Regions from separate parts of the Sus scrofa genome. Here region 2 is linked to region 1. The links are chromatin contacts, called in public Hi-C maps. All regions are on one chromosome and are shown on one strand. Each heading gives the region's core, a stretch centred on a gene start, on an enhancer-like site or on the middle of the called end of the contact. The rest is flanking DNA. Distances are from core to core; before and after follow the strand shown.

The links. Hi-C and Micro-C count contacts between places; a contact is called where the count stands out from the background.
Region 2: a contact with region 1 is called in a Hi-C map of heart right ventricle, with 2.9 times the contacts expected there. The contact joins two enhancer-like sites. A contact is called at or near these places in 3 of 47 Hi-C or Micro-C datasets (embryonic fibroblasts, fetal heart ventricle and heart right ventricle).

What each region holds. Positions count from the first base shown.
Region 1 is chr6:112,322,467-112,327,209 of Sscrofa11.1, forward strand. No RefSeq gene overlaps it. Among named protein-coding and RNA genes, the nearest start is that of CDH2, 300 kb to the right of the region's middle. Within about 2 kb of position 1,960, at least 2 of the 83 cell types and tissues checked have an H3K27ac peak or open chromatin away from gene starts, as enhancers often do.
Region 2 is chr6:112,385,995-112,390,737 of Sscrofa11.1, forward strand. No RefSeq gene overlaps it. Among named protein-coding and RNA genes, the nearest start is that of CDH2, 240 kb to the right of the region's middle. Within about 2 kb of position 2,722, at least 3 of the 83 cell types and tissues checked have an H3K27ac peak or open chromatin away from gene starts, as enhancers often do.

The DNA of each region.
Region 1 (4,743 bases), core at 710-3,209:
CCAAATTTGATGCTATTATTGTTTGACTCAGTCAGTGTTGGTTTAGCTTAACCTAAAGTGTACCATTTGATAAAGATTCCATTTTATGTCTCAGACCTTCCCTCAGAGATCTTGTATTCCCTGCCTCATTTATTAGAGCAGTGATTCTGCAATTGGAACAGCATCAAAACACCTGGAAAGCTGGATACAGCAACCTAGAACCCACCACAGTGTTTCTGATTCATAGGTTTGAGGTGGGGCCTGAACATTTGCATTTCTCACAGGTTCCCAGGTGATGCTGATGTCAACAGTGACCACACTTTGCGAATCACTAGATTTGGAGTGGGAATTGGTCATAAACTCTGTTTTTGCTTGTCTGAAAAACAATTTTATTTATCCTTCTTCCTGAAGGATATTTGAGATGCATACACAAACCTTGGTTGTTAAGATTATTTTTTCTCTCTTTCAGTGCTAGAAAATATCATCCCACATCTGTTGGTACTGTTTTTATTTGTTTGTTTTTAGGGCCACACCTGCGGCATATGGAATTTCCCAGACTAGGGGTCAAATTGGAGCTGCAGCTGCCAGCCTGTGCCACAGCAGCGCTGGATCTGAGCCATGTCTGCAACCTACAGCACAGCTCAGGGCAACACCGCATCCTTAACCCACTGAGTGAGGCCAGGGATCAAACCTATGCCCTCATGGATACTAGTCAGGTTCATTACCACTGAGCCATGACAGGAACACCTTTGGTACTGTTGAAAAGTCTAACATCGATTTAATTGTTGTTTCTTTGTGGGTAACTTTTTTGTCCTCTTTGGCTGATTTTAAGATCTTCCCTTTTGTTGATAATTGGCAATATTCAAAGATAAGGGTTTTTTTCCCTCTCTTTCTCTCTCTCTCCCCATTCCTCCCTCCATCCCTTCCTTCCTTCCTTCCTTGGGTGTGGTTTCCTTAATCTGCAGGATCATGTCTTTCATTAGGTTTAGAAATTTTTCAGCTATTATCTTTTCAAATATTGATTTAGCCATATTCTTTCTGTTATTATTCCTGCTGTTCAGAGAGGTATTTTCTCTCTTTGTCTCACTGGGTCACATTTTTCAAATCTATCTTCTATTTCCTTGCTCCTCAAAGAATGGGCATCACCTGAGAGCTTAGTAAAAATGCAAGCTTTTGGGTCCCACTTCAGGCCTACAGAATCAGAATATGTTTTTTAACAAGTCTCCTGGGTGAGTGCCATATACATTGAAGGCTGAGAATCATGGCTCTGATTCACTAATTCTTTCTCCAGGTGATAAATGCTTACTACATTTATCAACATTATCATTGCAGTGATTACATTGTTTACAGATTTCTATTGGTTCTTTTTCAGACTTTCCTGGTCCTTCTTTTTCCTTTGTCCTGATTTTTACTCCCTTTTAATTTTTTTTTAAACATTTAAAAAATTCTATATTTCTGTGTGCTTTATTCTAGCACCTCAAGTCCTTAGGGACTACAGTGCCTCATTTCTGGTCCAAATGACTTAGGGCTGTGCATTTATATTTGAATGATATGAATCTGTGGATTTGGAGGCACTGGCTTGATAGCTTGTTCTTCCAGTGTCAATTTGAGTTCCACCAACTGCCCTCAGGCATGACAGTTTGAGTCCACTTGAAATTACTTTCTTATCTTGAGATTCTTCCATAATACCCAAACAGGGTAATGTAATCTCCCAAGTTGTGTGAGGAGCCCATGCCTGATTACAAATCCTTTGGTTCATACAAATATCTCTTTGCCAGGAGGCAAAGTTTTTTCCAACCAACTGCTCACAGAGGATGGGACCCTATGAAGGGCTTAGCTTTGTGCCAGGTCTCATTTATAACTCCTACCTTGAAAAGTTCCAAAATCTTATCTCCTGGCCTTACCAGCTGGCAATGCCAATTACTGTAAGTCCCTCATGCAGACAAATACACTCAGGGCAGCTCTAGCTTTGCTTGTCACTCTGGTCCACAGCTCATTCAGCTTTTGCCCTGGGATTTATCTTAATTTCTCCAGAGCCCAGGTTCAGGAGGGGGAAAGAGGAGAGGAAGAAGTGAGAGGTAGAGCAAAAGAGGAAGGATAGGAGAAATGAGAGGAGAAGGAGAATGAGGGAGGGAGATAAAGGAGAAGAGTGTGAAGAAGGGAAAAGAAAGAAAGAAAAAAGGAAGAAGAGCAAAAGAAGGAGGAGCATTTATGCACCCAGCATCAGTTATTTTGTAGTTTACAATTTTCCATTTTTATCATATTGCCAAAAACTTGGCAGGAACCCTCCATTACATTGAATTTGTCATTAGACCACATGGTCTTTTACCTCTGGGCCTTCATTCATGACTATTTAACTTCCTCAGTGCTCCTTCACCTGGTTTCTAAAGGCTTTCAGGCATTCATAATAACAATGGCTTGATCAATAAATAGCTCATCTGACTAGAATCTGGAGATAAACAAGCAAGCAGGCCAGTGATGTCAGGGCGTGTGGCCTTCCCCCGGCCACTGGATGGCTGGAACACTCCTGTCACAAGACCTGACACCAGTCAGTGTCCCAGACAAGAAAGATAAGCAGAGGCTAACACTTCCCCTCCTCTTTGTTGGCCCAACCAGCAGATTTCCCTTTCTGTCTTATCAATCAGAACCTTCTCAAGTCTTCCTGGCTTCAGGAAAACAAGTGAGTGCCCCTGAGAGTGTGGCACTGCCCGACTTACCCTACATGGCCTTATCTTCCCTGCTTTCAAAGCAGCCCCACCTACCACCTGAGCAAAAAAGTGGGATTCACTTACAAAAGCAGGGAACAATGTCGTTCTCATCCTGGAAGCTCATTGTGGTCTTTGCTAAAAAGTTACTCTTCCCAAATACACAGGTCTCCTGTGACACTCTCTCCTCAGAGCACTAAATTCGGCTCCCTTGTAACTTGCTTATGGAATCTTATTCTTACCCTCTTGTAACACTCCTCACACTTGACATTATTTGTGTCATGTCCACCTTCCATGCCATATTGTAAACGCTAAGAGGGCAGAGGTCATGACTGTTTTTGTTCAATACTTAATCCACATACTGAATGATAAACATATATTTGTTGGGGAGGGGGGGAAGAAAAACAATAAAAGCAAAATAGAGTAGGTCTCTACCCATAGTTTTATTCCCAAACTTTCCTCTGAGGATCAGACCCAATTGTACAATATGCTACTACACATTTCCACTGAGAGATCTTAACATAGCCCTAAAATAAAGCTCTTTTCTAGTGGAGTATGATTTTATGGTGGGGTTAGCTTCTGAAGTGAACACAGAAGCCACAATCAAATATAGATAAAAGTGCCCTTAGGAATACATAAAGCACGGTAATATTCAGAGACACTGTCTCTCAAGACCAACACAACAGCTAGGGCTTACTATGAAACTTTTCACAAAGCAGGTACCGTAAACAATGATCATTTATTGAATATATGAACTGATAGTTTTGGGTGTGGTCCAGATAGCAGGGTAAACCAGAGAAAAATAATTATATTGTCCAAAGGGTAGCATTCCAAATTCCTCATGCCCTCTAATCATGCCTGTCTAGAAAACACTGTCATCAGATCTGAAATGCTGATTTACATCCTAATTATGCAGTTACTAAGCCCAACACCACAACATGGGTATTTCTAGTTTTTTTTGTTTGGACCTAAAGGATACATTTCCCCATTAAACAATTAGAAATGCAAACCACCACGGTGAAACTGCTTCCAGACAAACAGACCCGGAAACAACCCATCATTTTGGAGACTTGTATTTAACTGTGAATGTTGTCTTCTATTACTGGAAGCCACTTAAGGATCCTTTAAAGTGGTCACTTAAGAGGGTATTTCCTTTTAGAGACAACTCTGTGACTCCTGACTTCTTAAGGTTCTCTTAAAAGACAGACCAAAACTTTAGACAGACCAAAGCTTTAGTGTTTTCCTGGTTATGACATAGGAGATATGACAGTTCATTTTTGTCAAGAAGACCACATGGTATTCATTCAAAATTACCAATTTAATCTGATTATTTTTCTATCACAATTCATGGAATTCTTTCACTCAGTAGATTTTTGCACTGGCCCAGTTCCAGGCACCGGGTCTAGGGAGATAAAAAAGAATAAGTGGGCATAAGAGTATATCACTCTCTGGCAGGGAAAAAAAAAAAAATAACCATTTAGATTATAACAGCACACCATCACCATGAAAGAAGGAATTTTTCCTTTCTTTCCCTGGTTCTACATTCATCTTAAGGCATTTCTTCCATAAAATGTCTATCCTGAATCATGGCTAAGAGACAAATGAGGACCATTTTCAGGCTTGCCATGTAAGGATGCTGTGGTTGTACACTGTGCAAAGGTGTGACTTCTAGGGAGGCCATTCTCATTGCGGACATATCTTGACAAGGGCATACATGGAGGCTGAGTCCCAAGTGTATTCAGGGGTGTTTCCAGTCATTTCTTTAACATGCTTCTTCTTGGGAAGCCTAATTCCTAGTTAGACTCAAACCTAACATGGTTGTTTCTCCTGGGAGTAGGCTCATTCCACTGCCTCAGCCCTTCCAGGTGGGTCTTTCTGCTGCTCTTGGCTTTACAGGGTATCCTGGATGTGTGTAAGCAGGCAAGCGTACAGGCATGTGTGTGTCCAGCTAATACTCATTGTCTGTGGGGTTCAGTTAAACTCCCCCAGTGTAGAGCTATTGAGGTTACACTAACTTTTTTTTAACCTTATGGACCAAACCACTTCTTATAATTCCCAA
Region 2 (4,743 bases), core at 1,472-3,971, 64 kb after region 1:
GTTCAATTACTCTAGATCAAAAACCCTCCTAGGGTGGCATGTGTTCAGTGACTCACGTACATGGGGCAATAGAGATGCAGTGCCCTTGCCTCAATTTGGAATAACTCGGAAGGACCACTGTAAATTTAAAACAGCTTGACGTGTCAGCATTGCCATCTTCTCCTTCTGCCTAATCTGGCTTCTTTCACTTCTCTTCCACAAACATTGATCCCAAAAGCCCTCCCTGATAGAATTTCTGCATGGCAATTATCTCAGAATCTGCTGCCTTTGGAATTCATATGACATGTTCTTAATTAAGTGTTCCTCTAGTATTTACCAACTCTCTCAAGGAAGAAGGGACCCCAGCAACACTTTTAGGCAAACTTGGACTGGTTCTTTGCTTGGGTGATTTGCATAGTAGGCTCATTTGCTCAGACTGTGGCCTTGAGTATTTGGGGAGAAGAGCCAGGCATGAGTATTTTAAAAATATTGCTAGCAATTCTAATGTGTAGGTAAGTTCAGGAACCACTGGCCAATATCTCTGCTACTCTTCATCATGTCTCTCTACCTCCCTGGCCTTTCTTCCTTGTCAAAGGAACCCTTCCTAGCTCTTTGACATTCTTGTGTTTGATTTGAGGAATAGTTTTATTTAATGCTCATCTGAGAGTCATGCTTATTCCACCTTGAGACCAATGAATGACTTCTGCCTCCTTGGCTCAGATTATGGCTCTTTTTCTCCATTCTTCAAGATCTCTGTGATTAATTTGCACATTGCATCTTTCCCAGAGAACTAGTGTAGTTTAGTTAGAATTATGATTTGACAATAGATGAATCAACTTAACATGCAAAAAATAGTAAAAGACAGTATATGTCAAAGGAATTATTTTGTTACACCATTTCATTTTATTTTACCATTAGGAAGTCAATAGTTATAATAAATTATTTGAGAAAAATAAAAAGTATTAAGCAAATGAATGCTGAAACAAAAGAACAGACTAATAGCTCTATCTCTGTCCTGTCTGTGTTGTGACATCTGTAAATTCTGGGATAGCTGGCTACTAGCTTTCAGTACACAAGAAAGGTACATTTTGAAGCTTCAATCTAAGTAGTGTTTTTTTGATTATATATGTGCTGTTCACTTTTCCAAGTTATGAATTTAATATTAGAGACCTAACATTTATACTGTCCTTCACAGTTTATAAAATATCTTCAGTTCAATTATCTCATTTGACATTCTCCAGTTGTGCTGAGTGATTTAATAAACTGGGTGATACTGGCATTAAGTTCTTGTACAGAATGTAATCGTGATTAAGAAAAAGCAATTTGATATATTTGCCTCTATGCCCTGTACATCCAGTTATTAAGGCTTAATGTTGCATGATGACCTAATTTTTGAAAGATTCCTATACATGCAGTCAAAGAGTTTAAGAGGAATGGTACTATTAAGGAGGAAAATATTAGAACGTGGATTTAGAATTAGGTGAGCCAAGCTAAAAGAGATAATTCTACTCACATAGCAGAGTTATTAAGTCTGCATTTTTCATGCCCAAGTCCACAAGGAAAATCTCCAAAGTAATAAAGTTTGATCTCTTTAGGATCTATCATTTCCAGGCAATTTAATCAATTTTTAGAATTTCTGTAGTTCCAAGTTTCCTGGATATACTTGGATGTTCTTAATCTTGGTGATTAAGGAAGGAGAGTTGACAGGTATTGAAGCACTCTGGTCACTGTGGTTTGGAATCATGGACTGCTTTGCTTCAATGAACTTGATTAGTAGAGCCAAAGGCATTATATGAAACCTATTTAATACTGCTTTTAATAATGGTAACAGAGTTTAAAACATAGACTGCAGAAAACTAACACAGAGATTTTCTTCACCTTAAAGAGGAAAGTGAAATCTTTTATCAAGGTTAAGTGTTTATGTTGAAAAGGCAAAGAGCATATATGTATTATAGAATCTTAAAGTTCTAATGAAAGTTCCAGTCGAACCTTATCAGTAATTTTTGAGAAAATAAGAGATGACATTGAAAGTTAAAGTGAAAAAGTTTTTTGAGAGGGAAAGCATTTTCTTCTTTTGTAAATTATAAAAGAACATGGGTATGTAGCTAAAGATGACTGTGTCTTAATGACAATAGCTAACAATAGCTAAATTTCATGGCCTGTTTACTATGACCCAGGTGGCAGGTGTTGTCATCCCAACAGCCCTGTGATGTACCCCTGTTTTACAGACAAAGACACTAAGACACCAAACGAATGATCAGACAGTATGACACCATTAAAGGGCAGAGGCAGGATCTGAACCCAGGGAGAAACACGCTGACCTGTGCCTTCTGGGAAAGTTTACTTTCTCTTCCAGGCACTTGAGGTTGTTGCAGTGCTCTGGCAGGCCGAAGGTTAGTATATTGGAAAAACAGACTAGCTACATTGGGTAAAGGAACAGAATCAAAGATTCATCTTTCTTAGTCGAGAAGAAAATGAGTTTCTGCCAGCAGACTAAATGTTCCCCCAGAGCCTTAGAAATGTTACTTTGATTTCCAGAATTGTTCAGCTTACAACTTGAAAATGAAACGTTTGGGCCAGAGATGGCAGGCGGGTCTCTGTCAATGAATGAGAGACACCATTGATAGTGGCTGGGAATGGAAGGATGCTTCCAGCGGCTTTCCAGGCCCTGGGTCAACAGGGCACAGTGCTGTCTGCCTGGGACTGGGAAAGGGATGGATGAGTAAGAATGCTAGGAATGTACCAGTCTTGGTGCCAACAGTCAGGGAAAAGGACTTGGTGAGTATAAGGAATGATTAAAGCATTCCCCTCTCATTGGGGGTCTCCAATTCCCCTCCCTCCCACATAAATCTTTACCAATATTCTCAGTGTTTCATAGGATATGTTTCCTTATAAAATATACCACTTATTTTTAAAATTTATGTTGAACTAATTTAAAATTTTAACTGAGGTATGTAAATTAAAGATACTCGACTCTCGGCATCCCCAAACGACAGTCCTGTGTGGTGTACCTAACGTATCAAGGACAGCATGCATTAGTGCGTCTTTTCCTTTGTTCACTCAGCCCTGTGTTTTTTCACTCAGTGCCTGCTCCCGCCGCCAAGTGATAGAGATAGTGTGAGTTCAGGAGCCAGACGGTTGGGCTTAACTCTTGGCTCTGGCACTTACTAGCTGAGTGTTAGTGGACAAGCCTCGTAACTTCTGCTCTGGCTTCTCCATCTATAGAAAGCGGGGAAAGTAAAAGCAACTTTATATGCCTTAATATGTGTTTTGTAGATACCAAGACATTCTGACGCTAGCGTTTTACTGTTGTTACCAAAGGCGTCAGTGCAGAGTTTCCACACAACTGTAATGGAGCAGGATCCTATGGGGCCTTCGTGGGACAGACGCCCCCCGCAACCCCCAAAACCACCATGTCCTCTGCCTGCCTCTTTTTTTTTTTTTCTTTTTTTTTTGTCTTTTTGCCATTTCTTGGGTCGCTTCTGCGGCATATGGAGGTTCCCAGGCCAGGGGTCCAGTTGGAGCTGTAGCTACCGGCCTACGCCACAGCCACAGCAATGCAGGAATCTGAGCCGTGTCTGCAACCTACACCACAGCTTACGGCAACGCCGGATCCCTAACCCACTGAGCAAGGCCAGGGATCGAACCCGCAACCTCATGGTTCCTAGTCAGATTTGTTAACCACTGTGGCATATGGAAGTTCCTGGGCAAGGGGTTCAATTGGAGCTGCAAGTGCAAGCCTACGCCACAACCATGGCAACAGCAGATCCAAGCTGCATCTTCAACCTACAAAGCAGCTTGTAGCAATGCCAGATCATTAACCCACTGAGCGAGGTCAGGGATTGAACCTGTATCCTCCCAGACACTAAGTCAGGTTCTTAACCTGTTGAGCCACAACGGAAACTCTTATTTAATTTCTGAGCCAACCTGGAGAGTGGGGAGTTGGTTCTTTGGGATGAGTTCACCTTCTTCCGCCCAGGATTGCTGGCTTCCTCAATAGTTACAGCATAGCTCCACCAGGCTGGGACTCACTCAATAATTGTATGATGCTTTGTGATCTTAAAATTGTTCATTGTGAGGGGGAAAAAAAAAGCGATGTCTATTAACAGCGATGAAATAGGGTAATTACTCTAAGGATTTAATGAGCCAGTATGCCAAGTGACTAGAGTACTGTCTTTTCACATAAAAAGAACTCAGTATTGTTAAAATTTATCCCTGTCGTTGAGTGTGTATGTGTTTATGGGTATATTTGAGCAACAAACACATTTAGTTCAATATAATCTATGAGGCTATATTTTCTCCAAACACAAAAGAAGTCAACTTCAATTTATGTTTATGCGAGGCCTGGGAAGATAGGCCATTGCTTCAGTTTGAATTACTCTGAAGGTCACAGAAATCCTCGTGCATCATATGAAGTAAGTATAGAAGGTGAAAAAGCCCTGGGGCAAAGGAAGACGTTTCTTTCAGTCTGGTTCTTGATACTTTTATTGATACTCAACATCAAGGTGGAGTTAAAACAGGAAGATTTAAAAAATAATCTTGCAAAACAAAAAAAAAACATAATAAAAATAGTCTCAAGTAGCCCCTCCAAATATAGAAACCATTTAAAATTCAAACAGAAAAATTAGAAGATATTCTCATCCAAACCAGTCATATTTCTCTTTTGACTCAGATGTTGCTACAGTAAATGTCTTTACCACACGCAGCCAAAAACTCTATTAGAAAAAAGCAGCAAATTGTAAATCGAACCAGGCAAATTGTCTT